Linked DNA regions of Gossypium raimondii: region 2 is linked to region 1. The links are chromatin contacts, called in public Hi-C maps. All regions are on one chromosome and are shown on one strand. Each heading gives the region's core, a stretch centred on a gene start, on an enhancer-like site or on the middle of the called end of the contact. The rest is flanking DNA. Distances are from core to core; before and after follow the strand shown.

Region 1 (7,941 bases), core at 1,550-4,049:
ATGAGATTTTAATTTAACATGTTTAATTTTTAATTTAACTCAAACAATTTCATTCGACTCAATTCAAAAAAATTCAAATCGAGTTAGGATGATAAAATAAGACTAATCAACTCAATTAACTCAAAAAATTTTCACTTAATTCTATCAAATGCTCACCCCTGAATGAATGTGATGAAATATGACTCACAGAAACAACCTAAATCTAAGGACATACAGAGTGATGAATAGATATGTTTAGAACAATCATGTTAAAAGTAACACAGAGGCCCTTTACTAAGAGTCAAATTACATTTTGCACCATTTATTAAAAAAATAAATAAACTAATCTTTATACATTAGAATAAAAGGCAAACTGATCATTTCTATTAAAATTTCATCAATTCCTACCGTTAAAAATTGGTCAAACAGTTACACGTGACGTGCCACCTGCATTTCATGTTGACGTACATGAACCAATTTTTAAAAGTAGAAATAAAAGAAATTTTTAATAGAACCAGTTTGCTATTTAATCTAAGTTACATGGACTAATTTACTCATTAGTAGATGTGCAAAATACAATCTGACTCATAATATAAGGGCCTCTCAGTACTTTTATCAACAATGGCTAATTTTGCTACTTTCCTTTTCTAGCACCAAGATGGATGGCATGCAGCTGATCTTATTAATCACGAGGAAGTAAAAATGCATAATGGAGCATTTTCAAGCAAACTACCACCACAGCATTCAATGAAATTGAAATTTAAGAATGATATAAATTATTCTAAGATCAATTAACAAAATAAACAATAAAAGGAACAGGTGATAAGTAAATTAACATCTAGCTTGAATTAATGAATAAAATGCAGGCAAGCTTAGAAAAGGGTGATACGTACCTGCAAATTGGACTGGCCAGCACTTGAACTATCATCCTTTCTGCCAAAGGCAGCTTCCCGAAACAATAAAACCTGCTTCCAAAGTTCTTCACTCCCATAAGCCGTCCATTTTGAACTCTCTGGTAATGAACCAACCACCAAAGCACAAGGATTCTTTGCAACCTCGTTAACCCAATTAAGCATTTCCCATGTAGAATCCCGTTTTCTCTTATGAGATGAAAAGTTTTCCTTAATGCTGTTTGAATCTAATATCATAACATCATCGTCATCAACAATATCCGTGTATTGCTTACATTCAACACAATCCTCATCCTCGTTACACATTGAGTTGGTTGCACTTTTCGCCATATCGGAAGGCATATCATCTACATCGATTAAAATGAACCTCTTTTCACACTCCGAATCAACCACCGTACTCTTTAGATCATCATCATTCTGCAAATTTTCAACCAACGTACTCTTTAGATCATCATCATTCTGCAAATTTTCAACTTCCTCATAACGTAAAACCCTCTTTGTCAAATCGATACGCATAGATTCCTCCCCTTTTACACATTTATCTCCTCCATCTGACCCTGCCACTATACTCTCCTCAACTTGTGAATATTCCATAACTTTCTTCTTCGATTCCAACAAAAACCCTTTAAGCTCAGCTCCCAACTCCATCAAATGACCACTACAATTCGATTCAATCTTCGAGTCTTCACTTTGAAAAAATTGTTCCAACCATCTCTCTAATGAAACTAAGTACTTAACATAAACTAACTTAAGCGATGAAGCCACATTTAAATCAAACCCAGATTCTTTAGCAACCAAATCCCATAACCCACTTTTTGAAACAGCATTGTACCCACCATTCTCACTTACAACCAAGAAAAGCTTAAACAAATCCACAGGTTGCCCATCTGCAAGCAATGGAGGAAGAGGCCGATAGCAACCTTGGGCACAAACCTCTTTTAAAAACAACCCAAGAAACTTGTTAAACCAGAACCTAATCTTATCAGGTTCAGATTTCAAAAACAATCCTTCAGAAAAGGGATCGAGATCGACCAACGCTGGCTCGAGTTTTTCTAGGGTTTTAGCGCAATCTAGTGAAGACCCATCAGCTCTCATAGACCACCCTGCCATGGATTTCGAATTCAAAACCTAAAAACAAATAATTCTTTGTATATTTGTATAATCATTCATTCTTTCACCAAAAACGCAAAATAAATAAAATTTTGGGGGACCAAAACGAAATAAAAACAAACTTAAAAAAAAAAAACTCACAACTGAAATATTTAGATTTTAAATACCAACTAAACATCTGGGGTCTTGCATGCTATCAATTTTTTGGCGGAAAAAAAATGAAAATTAATAATCTAGGGTTTTGATTTGTGAATTTTGGTTTGTCCCGCGCTTTCTCTCACTTTCTCTTAATTGCAGATGGAGCGAAAAGAGGAAAAAAGGATTTAGAACTTTTCTTCAGGGGCTAAATTACAAGGTTTTACAGATACAAACCCTTGAATAGAAAATCCAAGATTCTCAAACAATTTTGAATTTATCTTATAAAAATTTAGACTAATTAAACAAAAAATTTCAAAAATAAAGAGAGAAAATTGAAAAATAAACATACCAGTATTATATTTTTTTCCTTTTGGCCCCTTTGGGGTGTGAAAATAAGCAAGGATTTTCGATAGCCCCTCCCTTTAGACTCCCTTTGCCTTTGGGGTTTTTTTTCTTTTTCACCCCTCAAATTCTCTCTTTTGCTACTTTTTTTCTACCCTTTTCTTTTTAGGGTTTTTTATTAAGCCCCTCTCTTTTTGCTATTTTTCTTCTCTCTCTTTGGGTTTGTTTTTTTCAAATCTTAAAAGAAAAAAAAACTCTTTGGGGGTGAATAATGAATGTGTTAAATATATATATAGGAGAGAAAAAAAGTATGGGCAAGTTTTTGAGTAGGGTTTCAAACAAAGTCCCCCACCCCCAAACCCTTTATTTTATACTAGCTATTTGTCATGATTGGTTAACCTTTGGTTAATTAATAACCATGGGTTGAGGGGATAGTTTGGTAATTTAAAATCTCAAGAATAATAAAAGTTTTTGAGGAAATAAAGTTTGAGAAATTTTCAAATACTTTTTTATAAGTTTTTTAAATCTCACAAGTGGGTAACAATTCGTATCTTTTAAAGTATAGTAAAAATAAAACTCGTTAATATTTGAGAAGAATCGTGATTCGAACCTCGATAGAAGTCTTAGTTAGTGATAGATCTGAAACCATCAACTTTCTTTAAAATATAATCTAACTATTAGATTGTTTTATTAGTTTTCTTTAAAGCTTTTCTCATTAATAGTCTTATTTGGTGAGAGATTCAAAATCAACACAATTAACTCTCTTTAGATCTTGAGTTGAGGCAACCTTCTTTCCTTATAAATATTTTTGTGAATATTTTAACTAATGAAAATTTATACATGAAATCTTTTTCTTAGATATTTATAAATTTGTGATACAAATTTTGTTAGTGATTTATGGGAGAGATTCACTTATACAAGTTTTACACCATTTCGTAACTTTTTACATGAGTAATATTTTAACAATCTAACTGTTAAATTTATTAATATAATAGTACTTGTCATGCATATAAGTTTTGAGCCAATCGGATATCTTTATCATATTGATCTAAAATATTGTCTATATTAATATACATTATGTTATTTTTTATTTATGAATTTGAAATAATTTGTGTTTATACAAATTTAAAAAAAATTATACTAGATATTTGTTATTTAGTTTTAAAATTGGATATACATATTTATCCTTATCTTCATGATTTTATGTATATACCCATATAAATAAAATATCAAACACAGAAGAGATTTTTTTTTCTTAATATTCTCATTATAGGGTCTGATCATATCTGTTTCTTTTGATACAATACTTAGAACTACCTATAGCTCATCCTCAATCCATAAATAGGAGGATAATGCGCTTCAACATACTCGAACCCACATCCTCCTACATTGACAACAATATTCATATTAATCGAGTTAAAATTCAATCTGCAACACAAAAGAATTTTTAAATTAAGGTGTTTGATGAAATGTTTAAAAATTTTGAATTGAATTTTTTTAATATTTAATTTTTTAAAATGTTTTGCTAATTATATTAGATTATATATATCATAGAATAAGATATATAAACATTAAAATTATAATAACAGGCATCTATTTTTTATTTAATTTTATAATTTTTTAAAGATAAATTTTATAATTTTTCATTTATGTTTCAAAAAGCACATTTACATTTAAAAAAAATTAAAAGCAATCCTGAAAATTTTAATAGATAATAATTTTAAATATTAAGTTGTAATTTTAATTAGACTTGTCCATAGGCTAGGCCGGGCTCGAGAGGTGAGAGGATTTGGATAAAAATATAAACCCAAAAAATGAGTTTTGACAACAAAATAAGACCTATTTTCAGGTAAGCTTTTTTTGGCCCGAGCCCAACTAGGCCTAACCTGAATTTGCAAAAAAAAAAAAAAACCGTTGTTGTTTTTTATTATTTTGCCATTTTTTCATTGTTTTGATATCATTTCGCTATTATATTACTATTATTTTATTGCTATTATTTGGATATTGTATAACTCTTGTTTTATTAGTAATTTTGATATTATTTTAGAGGTATTTACTTGCTAAATTGCATTTATCTTAGTGTTATTTAAACATATTTTTTTAATATTTTTTCAATTTGTTGAGAAACATTTATTTTAATGTATTTAGTGTATTTGATGTATTATATCTTTTAAGTTTATTTTTATATAAGAAATTTTAATACGGTGGTTGGACTCAAGTTTTAGCATTTTTATTTGGGACTAGCTTGAGCAAAATTTTAAACCCATATTTCAGGTTGGGCCGAGCCTAGGCTTAGAAAGCAAACCTAAATTTTTTACTTGACCGACACAATCCATGAACAACTCTAATTTTAATTAGATAGTTGAAAATTTTAAAATTTAGATAAATATTTAATAAAATAAAAATTAATTAGATGATTTACCAATTTGATTTAACTTGAATATTTATTTATATCTTATGCATGAAATTATTTTTAAAATTTAGTTAAATATTTAATTAAATAATAAAGATAATTTGAATAAAATTATTTTAGCTATTTTTATATAAACTTATTTTAACATTAATTATCTTTTTACTTTCAATAATCATAAATCTATTAAAATTATAATTTTAAAATTAAATAATAATTATCTTTAAATTTTAATTACCTATCAATAACTCTATAAATACGGTTGTAAAAACTTTCATTTTTGAAAGTTGCTCTTGTTTTTTCTCTTATAGCCTTCAAGAAAAGAAAAGTTTGTGTTAGCTTTTAAATGTTCGATGAGGCCAAAGGATATAGGAATTAGAATAGAAAGTGGAGGTTGAAGAACAATTGTTGGGTTCATCAAGTTTCTTCCATACATGAGAAACAAATGACCAGTAGCAGAGCCAGAATTCTTTTTTTGTGGAATTAAATTGTATATTTTTACGATAGTAAAAATGTAATTTCACTATTTTAATAAACAAATCAAACTTTTATTATTTTGGAGGACTAAAGTACAATTTTACCATTACTAATTTAAAATTTTATAACTTATAAAAGGCCTAACTGAAAATTTTCTATTTTAGGGGTGAGTCAAGGCCCCTGCCTGCCCCTCTTAGCTCCGTCACTGCAAATGACATTCACCTTCCAAACTTTACCTATACAGCGACACTCTAGAGATGTTTTATGTAATTTTGTAGGACTTGCTTCTTTGTGGTGTTTTTTTTTACAGCAATGCTTTAAGATTGTTTATTACTTCATTTATGAAATTAAATCAAAATTTTAAAGGATAAATCAAATTTTTATTATTTTTAGGAGCTAAAGTGCAATTTTACCATTTTCAATTTAAAATTTTATAACTTATAAAAGGGCTAAATGTAAAATTTTCCATTTTAAGGGGGTCGGGGCCCCTGCCTGCCCCTCTTGGCTCTGCCACTGCAAATGACATTCACCTTGCAAACTTTACCTACACAACCACACTCTAAAGATGTTTTATGTAGTTTTGTAGGACTTACTTCTTTGTAGTGTTTTTCTTACAACAATGCTTTGAGATTGTTTATTCTATTTTCTACTTTCTCGAGTTACTTTTGGACTTGTGACTTCCTTTTACTAATACATTTCTCAAATTTATAGGAAAAACAAAACTTTCTCTCAACAATCTGTCTCCAATGGAGGAGGAGATAGAAATTTCAAAGCGAGCATAGGTTCAATACCTTACACACCAATAAACTCGCTCTTATGCACAATTGCAAAGAAACGAGACTACTTCAAGTGAAGTAGTGATTAATTTTAAGCAAAACTAAAATGTTGAACAGATTTTTTCTGTAATGAAATATAAAAATGAAGGAAGTATATTTGGTGAAAATGGGACCAAATACAAAAGTTTTAGAAAGATAAAACTAAATTGGTTATTTATTTATTTTTCATCTAACATTAATACATGGTGAAGAATCTTTCTACATTTGGTGAAACTCAAAACCTTAACCTAGTTTTGGTTGTCATTGAGAATTTGTTTTTCATTATATTCGATCAATACTAAATATTTAATTTATTTAAATTTTCATTAAATTTTTCATGAAGTGTTCCAAATCAAACCCGAATTAACATCATTTAAAGATTTTTATGCCAATTCTCTACACTCTATCAATAATTCAATCAATGTAATAAATTTGAATAGTAGTGTTTTAACTAACAAAATTATCTCATTTACATTTAGATTAGATTTTCGTATATATTTGATTGGATTTTTATGCAACTACAATTTCACTTGCATATCAAATAAACAATTTATGCATGCCATTATGCTTATTGCTTAATTACAATATGTTCTTTAATAACATCAGGTTATAACCGAGCTTACGAAAGTTCTTATGAAGAACTGATGTTGTTTAAGGACTAAAATGTAAAAATTTTAAAATTATCGAGTTGACGTCGTGACGTTGAGGGAATTTTTTTTAAATCACATCCTTGGAAGCTACTTGGTTGTAACTATATAGTTTTGAACGGGAACGAGTCAATTTTTTTTAAATAAGTAAGTGGTGATTTACAAGTGTTAATGGAGAAGGGAGTAGGGGATCGAAGAATATTTAAAAGATTGATGTATTGGGAGATATTAAACGAGGTATAGACTAAATTGTAAGATTTTACAAAGTATTGGGGTCAAAGTGAGAAAATTTAAAGTAGTAAAGGTTTAAATTGAATTAGTAGTGAGATATGTGATGACATGAAGAGCAATTTCACCAAGATCTAGTGGATTATGGTGGTGGATAGATTTTTATTTAGTTATAATGATATTTTATTCTTTACCATCATTACTACTATTATTATAATATTAAATTAAAATTATTTTTAATTAATTAAAAATATAGGTGATATTTTAAAAGAAAGATGGAGAATATTCATCATCTTTCACCATTACCACCATAAGGAAGAACAGAATTTTTTTTTTCAATTTGGTCCTCCATCTTCATAAAAGACCCATCCAAGCTTAAAACCATCAAATTTTTCTAGAAAACCTTAGTTATATCAAGTTACCCACAACTTAACAAGCTTACATTTTTTAATAGAAGGGAAGTGTTCATACTTAAGGAGAGAGAGAAACTAGATAATATGATGAAATAAAGTTTCAAGATAAGATTTTCATGTTTTAGTAATAGTTTCATGTCTATTTTGATTATTTGAGTAGTTTCATGTCTATTTTGATTATTTGAGTGTGAAAATGTTGTAGATGAAGAATATTTATTTATCATGTTTTATGATTTTTATGTGAAATGAAAAGAAATAAAATGAAGAAGATAGAATGAGTGTAGACAACGGAAACAAGTAGACGAAGCTTGAAAGGAGTCTAATTTAGCTAAATTTGTAAGTATTTTAAAATTCTTTCTTACTTAATTAGGGTTATAAATTATATACTAATGAACTAGTAATGTTATGAATTAAGTACTTGTAATTTAATAAGGATGTGAATAATCTATGGAAATGGTAAATGAATGTGAT
Region 2 (7,941 bases), core at 1,424-3,923, 110 kb before region 1:
CGGTACTGAATCCAAAGAAACAGATACTGAGAGAAAAAGGGGGCGGCCTAAGAAAAAAATTCCCAGCTATAAGGAAATAGATGAAACTGGGGAATTTTCTGAGGCAAGTTCTGATGAGAGAAATGGCTATTCTGGGAATGAAGAAGAGGGAGAAATTGGTGAATTTGAAGATGATGAATTTAGTGGTGCTGTTGGGGCTCCACCTGTAAATAATGACCAGTCAGAAGAAGATGGTGCACTTGGTGATGATGGGTATGAGGATGCCCAGGCTTCAGAACACATTAGAAACAACCACATACTTGAAGAAGGTGGTTCTTCAGGATCATCATTGGATAGTCGTAGACCAACACAGATGGTGTCTCCAATATCTCCTCAGAAATTTGGATCTCTCTCTGCATTAGATGCTAGGCCTGGTTCAGCTGCAAGAAGACTGGCATGTCTCTTTTCCTATAATGATTTGTTATTGCGGCATTTGTTGAATTCTGGTGTTTTCTCATGTTTTGTTTATTTTGGCAGTCCGATGATTTGGAGGAAGGTGAAATTGCAGGATCGGGAGATTCTCACATGGACCACCAGCAATCTGAAAGTTGGAATCATGATCGCGATGAAGGCGAAGACGAACAAGTTGTCCAACCCAAGATAAAACGAAAGCGCAGTATTCGGGTTCGACCTCGTCAAACTGTGGAAAGAGTAGAGGAGAAATCGGCCACTGAAGAGCCTCTTCTCCAGCGTGGAGGTTCATCTCTGTTGTCTTTCCAGCTGGACCAAAAATACCAATCACAACTGAGGACTGATACTGAAAGAAAACCAACACGTGAACGCAATGCTTTCAAGCATGATCCAAATGATTCGTCTTCCAAAAGTAGGAGGAACTTACCGCCAAGACAAATAGCTAATACATCAAAGTTGCATGCATCAGTGAAGCCTGGTCGAATGAATTCTATGTCTGCTCCTTCAGAAGATGCTGGCAAACCCTCCAGAGAGAGCTGGGACAGTAAACTGGTTAATACATGCGGGTCTTCAAATTTTGGTGCTAAGATGTCTGACGTCATCCAAAGAAAGGTATACTTGAAGTGACTGTAATTTTGTGTCTGGTTTGTATATCTGTTTCTTACCTTAAATATGTAGCCATCATGGGTTTTTTTCCTGGTCATAGGTGATACTTTGGAAACCTTGCTTTAGTTTTATGAATTGCTTGATGGTGTTTCTTGTAGCATGCTCTCATCAGTCTCCATATCTCTGGTCCTCCTGAATTACTTAGCTTTCTTCATTCGGATTGGATCTTTTGTAATTGCATCTAATGCTCTGCAGCGTAAACAGGTTTCATCTTAGCCTGTTCTCTCATCGACAAATTGGTTTAGGTTTTGCTATGTTAGGCATTTGGATAACTGGAGTGTATTTTATGAGGTTGGGAATCTTCTTTTCGGGTTTTGGAAGTTTTATTTGTTATACAATATGGTCAATCATTTGCTCTACCTGGTTGTTTTTTGTCCATGTCCATCTGCTTTTTGTTTTCTTTTTTGGAATTGGTCTTTGTGTGTTTAATCTTGAAGTCATTTTATTTTTCCTGGTTTGCATGTAATGAATAATTGAAGGATTGCATATCAAAATATCTTCCCTTTTGAGAAGTGAGCAGTTTCCACCTTTGGCCTTTATTGACTAGAAAATTCTCGTCTTTCCAGTGCAAAAATGTGATTAGCAAGCTTCAGAGGAGAATAGATAAGGAGGGTCAACATATAGTACCACTTTTGACGGACTTGTGGAAGAGAATTGAAAACTCTGGTTACACAGGTGGAAGTGGAAGCAATCAGTTGGATTTCCGGAAGATTGATCAGCGTGTTGACAGATTAGAGTACAGTGGAGTTATGGAGCTTGTTTCAGATGTGCAGCTAGTTTTAAAAAGTGCCATGCATTTTTACGGTTTTTCACATGAGGTATAATCTCTAATCATATCTTGGCATTTTTTGGTGTCTTTAGGTGTTCACACCAACCTTTGCATCACTCTTTTGACTTTTGCCGTGGATAGTCATTCTGGAATCAAATAGTTTGAGAGCTTTTCATCGAATTTAACCTACTTATACTGTGTTTAGGGTTTAATTTTGTGAACTTCCTGATCTTTTTTCTTCTTCTGGAAATGTACTTGGGATTCACAGGTCAAATCTGAAGCAAAGAAAGTACACGATCTGTTTTTCGACTTGTTGAAGATAGTATTTACAGATACAGATTTCCAGGAAGCTAGAAATTCATTATCTTTCTTCAGTCCAGCATCTACGTCCACCTCGGGTCCCTCCTCTAGACAGGTAGCTGTTGGCAAGAGACAGAAGCAGATGACGGATGTAGAATCTGATTCAGGCTTGACTCAAAAGTCGTTACAACAACGTGGACCCACCCATACTGGTGAGGAAACAAGGATTAGAGTGCAGTTGCCCCAAAAGGAATTGAGGCTTGGGAGTGGAAGTACCAGGGAACCATATCAACAAGGTGATTCTCTTCCAACTCATCCGGGAGAGCTGGTTACTTGCAAGAAGAAGAGGAAAGACAGGGAAAAGTCTATGGTAAAGCCTAGGACTGGATCTGTTGGCCCCATTTCATCCCCGAGTATAGTTCGGAACATCAGGAGTCCAACAGCAGGATCAGTCTCTAAGGATGTGAGACCGACCCAACAGACCACCCATCAGCCTTGGCCCAACCAACCTGCTCATCTGTCAAATGGTAGTAGTGGGAGTGTTGGTTGGGCCAATCCTGTGAAGAAGTTGAGAACAGACACAGGTAAAAGGAGGCCAAGCCATTTATGACTTTCTAGTTTCTAGATCATCACCTTAAAAAAGAAAAAGAAAAAGAAATTGCTGCCATTGAGTGCAAGTGCCTAGTGTATTTTGTGGCTCTTCATGGCCTGTACAACTGCAATTAGATCATACCATTAATGTAGTGTAGGCTCATTGATCCCCCTCGCTGTATACGTCTTTCCGTAGTAGTTTCAATGCAATAGTTTTCATATCTGCAGCTTGCAGGTATCACTATTTATACCCATGTTTTCCTTTTGGAAGAAATAGATTGCAGTTTTAGTACGAGAAAAGAGCTTGCGAATATTAAGATTCGAGTATCGTATTTACTGCATGAATTTGCCATTGACAGAAGACAGGCTTAATTGTACATTTATTTAGTGACAGCAGGAACTATTGAGAGTTGAGAAAGTTCTTTCCTCGTAAACAAATTCAAGTCTATTTCGAGTTCGGATTTGGCTCGATAAGATGCATCATCATTTACAGATTTTACAGTACAATCACTCTTCTAGTCGTTTTCACTGAGTACCTCATTACTGTATTTTCCCCTTTGCGGCTACTGGTTCGGAAACCTGTCATAATTTCTATATAGGATCGAAATAAAGGATCAAAGAGTCATTATATCGGCATTGAAGCATGACTGGGGATATCGTGGATGCCAGTAATGTTCACTTATTTGCCATGCGAAGACAACTATAATATAGTATAAAGCATATATGCTAAGAAATAGGGCATCTGAATTAGCTAAATAAGCAAACACAACAATGCTTCCCACATTAAAAACCTTGGGGAAAAATGTTGATACCTTTAACTCTTAGTTCGTACGCACCTCGGTCGTGCAAGAAAAGGAAAGCAACTCTAGAAGGTAAGCTTTCTAACCAAGGTAATCAATATTGCCACCAATGAGGCTAAAATACTATTATCACAAAGCATCTTCGAGTTGCATTAATAAAGTACAGTACATATTTTTACCCAACATGGGGCCTTAAGTGGTAAAAGCACTACTCCCTCTACTAGAAAAAAAAATTAATTCTTACACGTTAAAACGAAGAGTAAATTGGAAAACTACCAAAACGAAAAGAACCACTAGTAAATTGCAAACAACCCAAGAACAAACCTTCAATGGATTCCAGCCACCGAAAACACTGCACACTGGTGCATTGTTTTCAACTCCAATGTTACTAGAAAAACAATCAAGATTACAATAGCATTCTCCAAAATTCATAGCTAATACGCTGAAAAAAGAATGATGAATCTTTTGGGAAAGAATTGAAAACTAGAATTTAAATGATACAATATCAAGATCCACTAATCTCTTTTGTAAAAAGAAAAAAAATATTATTTAATCAAATCATTGGATACATACTTATATTTGAGATTTATATTTAGGTAGCATTTGAGAATAAAGCTTCTTAAATTTAGATTTGGATTTAAAAGATAATGTAAATTGAGTAATAAACTACTTAGAAATATAATATTTATGATAATTTCTCAAATTTATGGGTCTGTTAGATGCCTATTTAATAATGAATCCCAAATTCTTAAAATGTATTTGGATTTGACAAATCCATGTTTTATACTTATTTTAATATATATTATATTTTTGAGCCAGAGTATATATTTTATTAAAATTTAATTAATTTATCTATAATATATGTATTTCATTCTTACCATTTAAACATTTACATAATAAATAAAATCCATGTTCCCAAACAAAACATTATAATTTTATCAATTAAATAAGATCTCAATCTATAAGCAAGAAAATGAAAAACATTGTCTTACCAAATAATTAAAACATCAAATAAAAAAATGTAGTACAAAACTAATGTAACTAATTATTAAATCATAAAATTTATATAAATAATAGTTATATAACTACTTTACCTATGGAATTTTGTCAAGTTAATCACTTTGAAAATGAAAGAGCTTTTTCATAGGATTAATCTAATGGAAGTTTACCACATGCTTATCCATGGGCTATCACCAAATCACATTAAAGTCTATCTAGAGATTTTTCCTGTCATATCTTATAAAGTCCTCGGAACTCTATTTGATGACTTAACAAAGTGTAGCCACATCACATACTATCACATCTTGATAGAGCACTCTATAATTTTATTATCGACATTCACAATAGGACACCTGTTTAGTGAAATTCATAATCATCATCAAATCAACCTTAAAACTCGAATTATAAATTAACATTGTATGTTATCTTTATGTACCAAAATGTATAAAAATTTCCAAATACAAATATTATTTTAGAAAAACATGTCAAACTTGAGTATGAAATAATGTATTAATCCTTAAAAACGTATGGCAAATTTCTGGGATAAAAAATTTGTAAAGAATATTTGCCATAAATGTTTTTACCCTTCTTGTATAAAAGAGGTTGGGAATAACAAAATTATTTGAGTTAATTATATGAACTTGAGTTAATTTTCAATTTCTTTTCAGAAGATACCAAAACAAAGCCAGAACAATTAAATTGATAGAAACCACTATGGGAATATTTTTAATTAAGCCCCTCCAAGTTTTTAATGCTTAGCATAACATCCTTTAAATTTCTATTATCTTTTATTTTTATTACACTGTCGAATTTTCAATATTTGCTTATGAAATTTGTTATCAATCCTTCCAATCTTTTTATTTTTAAAATTTGAAAGCTTGAAATAGTCATAGCTGAATTCTATTATAATTATCATCTTTATCAGTGAAATCCATAAATGTTGGACATAAGCTAAGGCTATGGTTCTAACATCACGTATTATGGGTGGAATCCTATGTGATAATTATGTTTAATTTTGGGTTTTATATTAATTTTGCATTTGAAGTTTTAATTTTTAATAAAATAAGTGTTGTTTATGATTTTTGGATGTTATTTGATAAATTTCAATTTTTTCGAAAATATTTAATTTTTTTCAAACTTTTATACAATATTTTTGAAAAATAAATCTTATATTATTTTACTATTTTAAATATAAAATATTTATTTTTACATCATAAAAATAAAAACTAATTATGAATTAAATAAAAATTGAATCCAGTTCGTTTGAGGTAACCATGGTTCCTTAACTTGTGAATTAAAAATCGTTTAAGCACCATTAGTTTGGATTGTTTTTCGATTTCTCAATTTTTTTTCTTATCGTACCTAAATGCAAATAAGAAAAAAAAAAGATGTTTTACTCATCTTAGATTTTCTCTAACCTTTTTCATATTTCTTTGGCATTCTCACAACAAGAAACTCTAGTGCACTGCAAGGAGAGTATGCATAGCCTCTAATTGAGCCTTCTTTGCATCATTTGCATCCAATCTTTCTTATTCCTTATTGACTTCCAAAAGGTAATTCATAATAATTCTCCAAACACTATAATAAAAAATGCTTGTATAAATAATTTCATGATAACTTTATTGTGAAAATGGTTTTCACCATTTGAAAGTGGAGAACACAAAATGAAATTCCCTTCTTCAACACTAGTTGACTCGAATCAAATTCCATTTTTCTTCAATCTGAACACCTTAAGTTCAAAAACCTTTTTCCTAGTGGTGAAAACTTTTATAAGACTTTGCTCTGATATTAATTAAAAAGTCTCGGTAGATCGGAGTTTACCAAAAAGGGTAAATTGGTAATTAAAAACTTTTGCTAAAATGATAAAAAATAGAAAACATTGACGTGATGATTTATAGTGGTTCGACCTCAATAGCTTACCTCCACTGCCTTAGCTTCACTTACCAAGGACTTTTTCAATTTGCTATACTTGAACTATCACCCTTCAAGGGCAAGGTATAACTTTTATAATCTTTTATCTTTTTTTCAAGGTTTAGATAAAAACCTATCACATTTTCTTTTACAATGACTAAGATAGAACCTCGTAATTTCAAATTGGTAAAATAGTGTAAACAAAGAAATGAGTGTTTACAATATGTAAGTGTCATGTGCTGAGACTTTAGCTCCGGTTGTGTGCGGCTTTAGACTCAGATCTTTCGCCCATGAGCTTAAGTCAACCTTTAATCCTCATTCAAAAGAGGCTTGGCACACTTAGCTTAAGCAAGTAAACAAGGAAGAGAGCTTAGAAAAATGTAAGAGAGTTGGGAGAATGTGGAAGTATCTCTATTACTCAAAGCTAGCATGAATGTCCAAACGAGGGAGGAAAACCTCTATTTATATAGGCAAGCCCCAAACAATCCAACAGTTACAATTGATATCAATGGATAGTCAAGATCTAATTCTAGAACTTTCCCACCTAACTTATTAAATGCTATATAATGGTGGAGTGTTTTAGAACTTTCGAAACATTCTACACGGATCCAGTCCCTTCTTTGGACTTCTAGAGTCTTTCGAGGCACTCCGAGAACCTCATGCCAGGCTTGATGAGGCATTGCTCACTCACAGGGCATGACATTCTCCCCTACTCGATCTAGCAAAGCCCTCATTGCTAGGGGAGCTGTAACAATCCGTTTTTCAGTAGTGTTGAAAATAGTGGTTTTGGGACCAAAATTTTGACGAGTGAGTTTGTAGATATTATTAATTAATATTTATGAGTTTATTAGAGTGTCATTTTAAAGTTTGGTCCAGTGATTTTAATGTTTGGTTGGTTAATTAAGTAAAATGACTAAATTGTAAAAGCTAATTGCTATAGACTTTCATTAGTTAAAAGGTTTAATTAATGTTTTTTAGGGGTTTATGTGGTAAATTACCCCTTGTTAACGACTATGGGCGGTTGATGCCTATTTTTAAATATTTTCTATGTTAAAATATTGGTTAAAATAAATGTTAAATTTAATTAAAACATAAAATAAAATAAGAAAATAAAAACATCACCATCTTCCTCATTTCTAGAAAAACCACCATTGAAGAAGAAATAAAAAGCTTCTAGAATTCTTGATTATTCGGTCCTTGCATGTAAGTCGATTTTAAGCCCATTTTTCGTAAATTTTATGTTTTTGAGATCGTTGTAGCTTAATTTAGCTAGCCCGGGGATTAGATTGTAAACTGTCAAAGATTTTAAAAGTTACCATTGTTGTTTTGAATTTTATTTGGATGTTAAATGGTAGAGTTTGGGACTTTGTTATGAAATAGAACTAATTTGTAAAGAGATAGTTGTTAGTTTTGGGATTAGGGAGTAAAATGGAAAGGTTCTAATATTAGCATGAA

The links. Hi-C and Micro-C count contacts between places; a contact is called where the count stands out from the background.
Region 2: a Hi-C map of leaf shows a contact between it and region 1, with 1.8 times the contacts expected there. The contact joins the enhancer-like site here to the promoter of LOC105763867 in region 1. A contact is called at or near these places in 2 of 2 Hi-C or Micro-C datasets (both in leaf).

Annotation. Positions count from the first base shown.
Region 1 is chr12:36,250,912-36,258,852 of ASM2569854v1, reverse strand. It overlaps LOC105763867 (AT-rich interactive domain-containing protein 1), which reads right to left and starts at 2,799. Exons shown (of 3, transcript XM_012582248.2): 1 at 2,488-2,799; 2 at 873-1,993. The coding sequence starts at 1,985.
Region 2 is chr12:36,362,748-36,370,688 of ASM2569854v1, reverse strand. It overlaps LOC105763869 (ATP-dependent helicase BRM), which reads left to right. Exons shown (of 14, transcript XM_012582252.2): 11 at 1-433; 12 at 517-1,062; 13 at 1,683-1,934; 14 at 2,154-3,076. The coding sequence ends at 2,795. Among protein-coding and RNA genes, the nearest start is that of LOC105763869, 12 kb to the left of the region's middle. Within about 2 kb of position 2,673, the one cell type or tissue checked has open chromatin away from gene starts, as enhancers often do. A contact at or near this core is called in leaf, where this site is marked.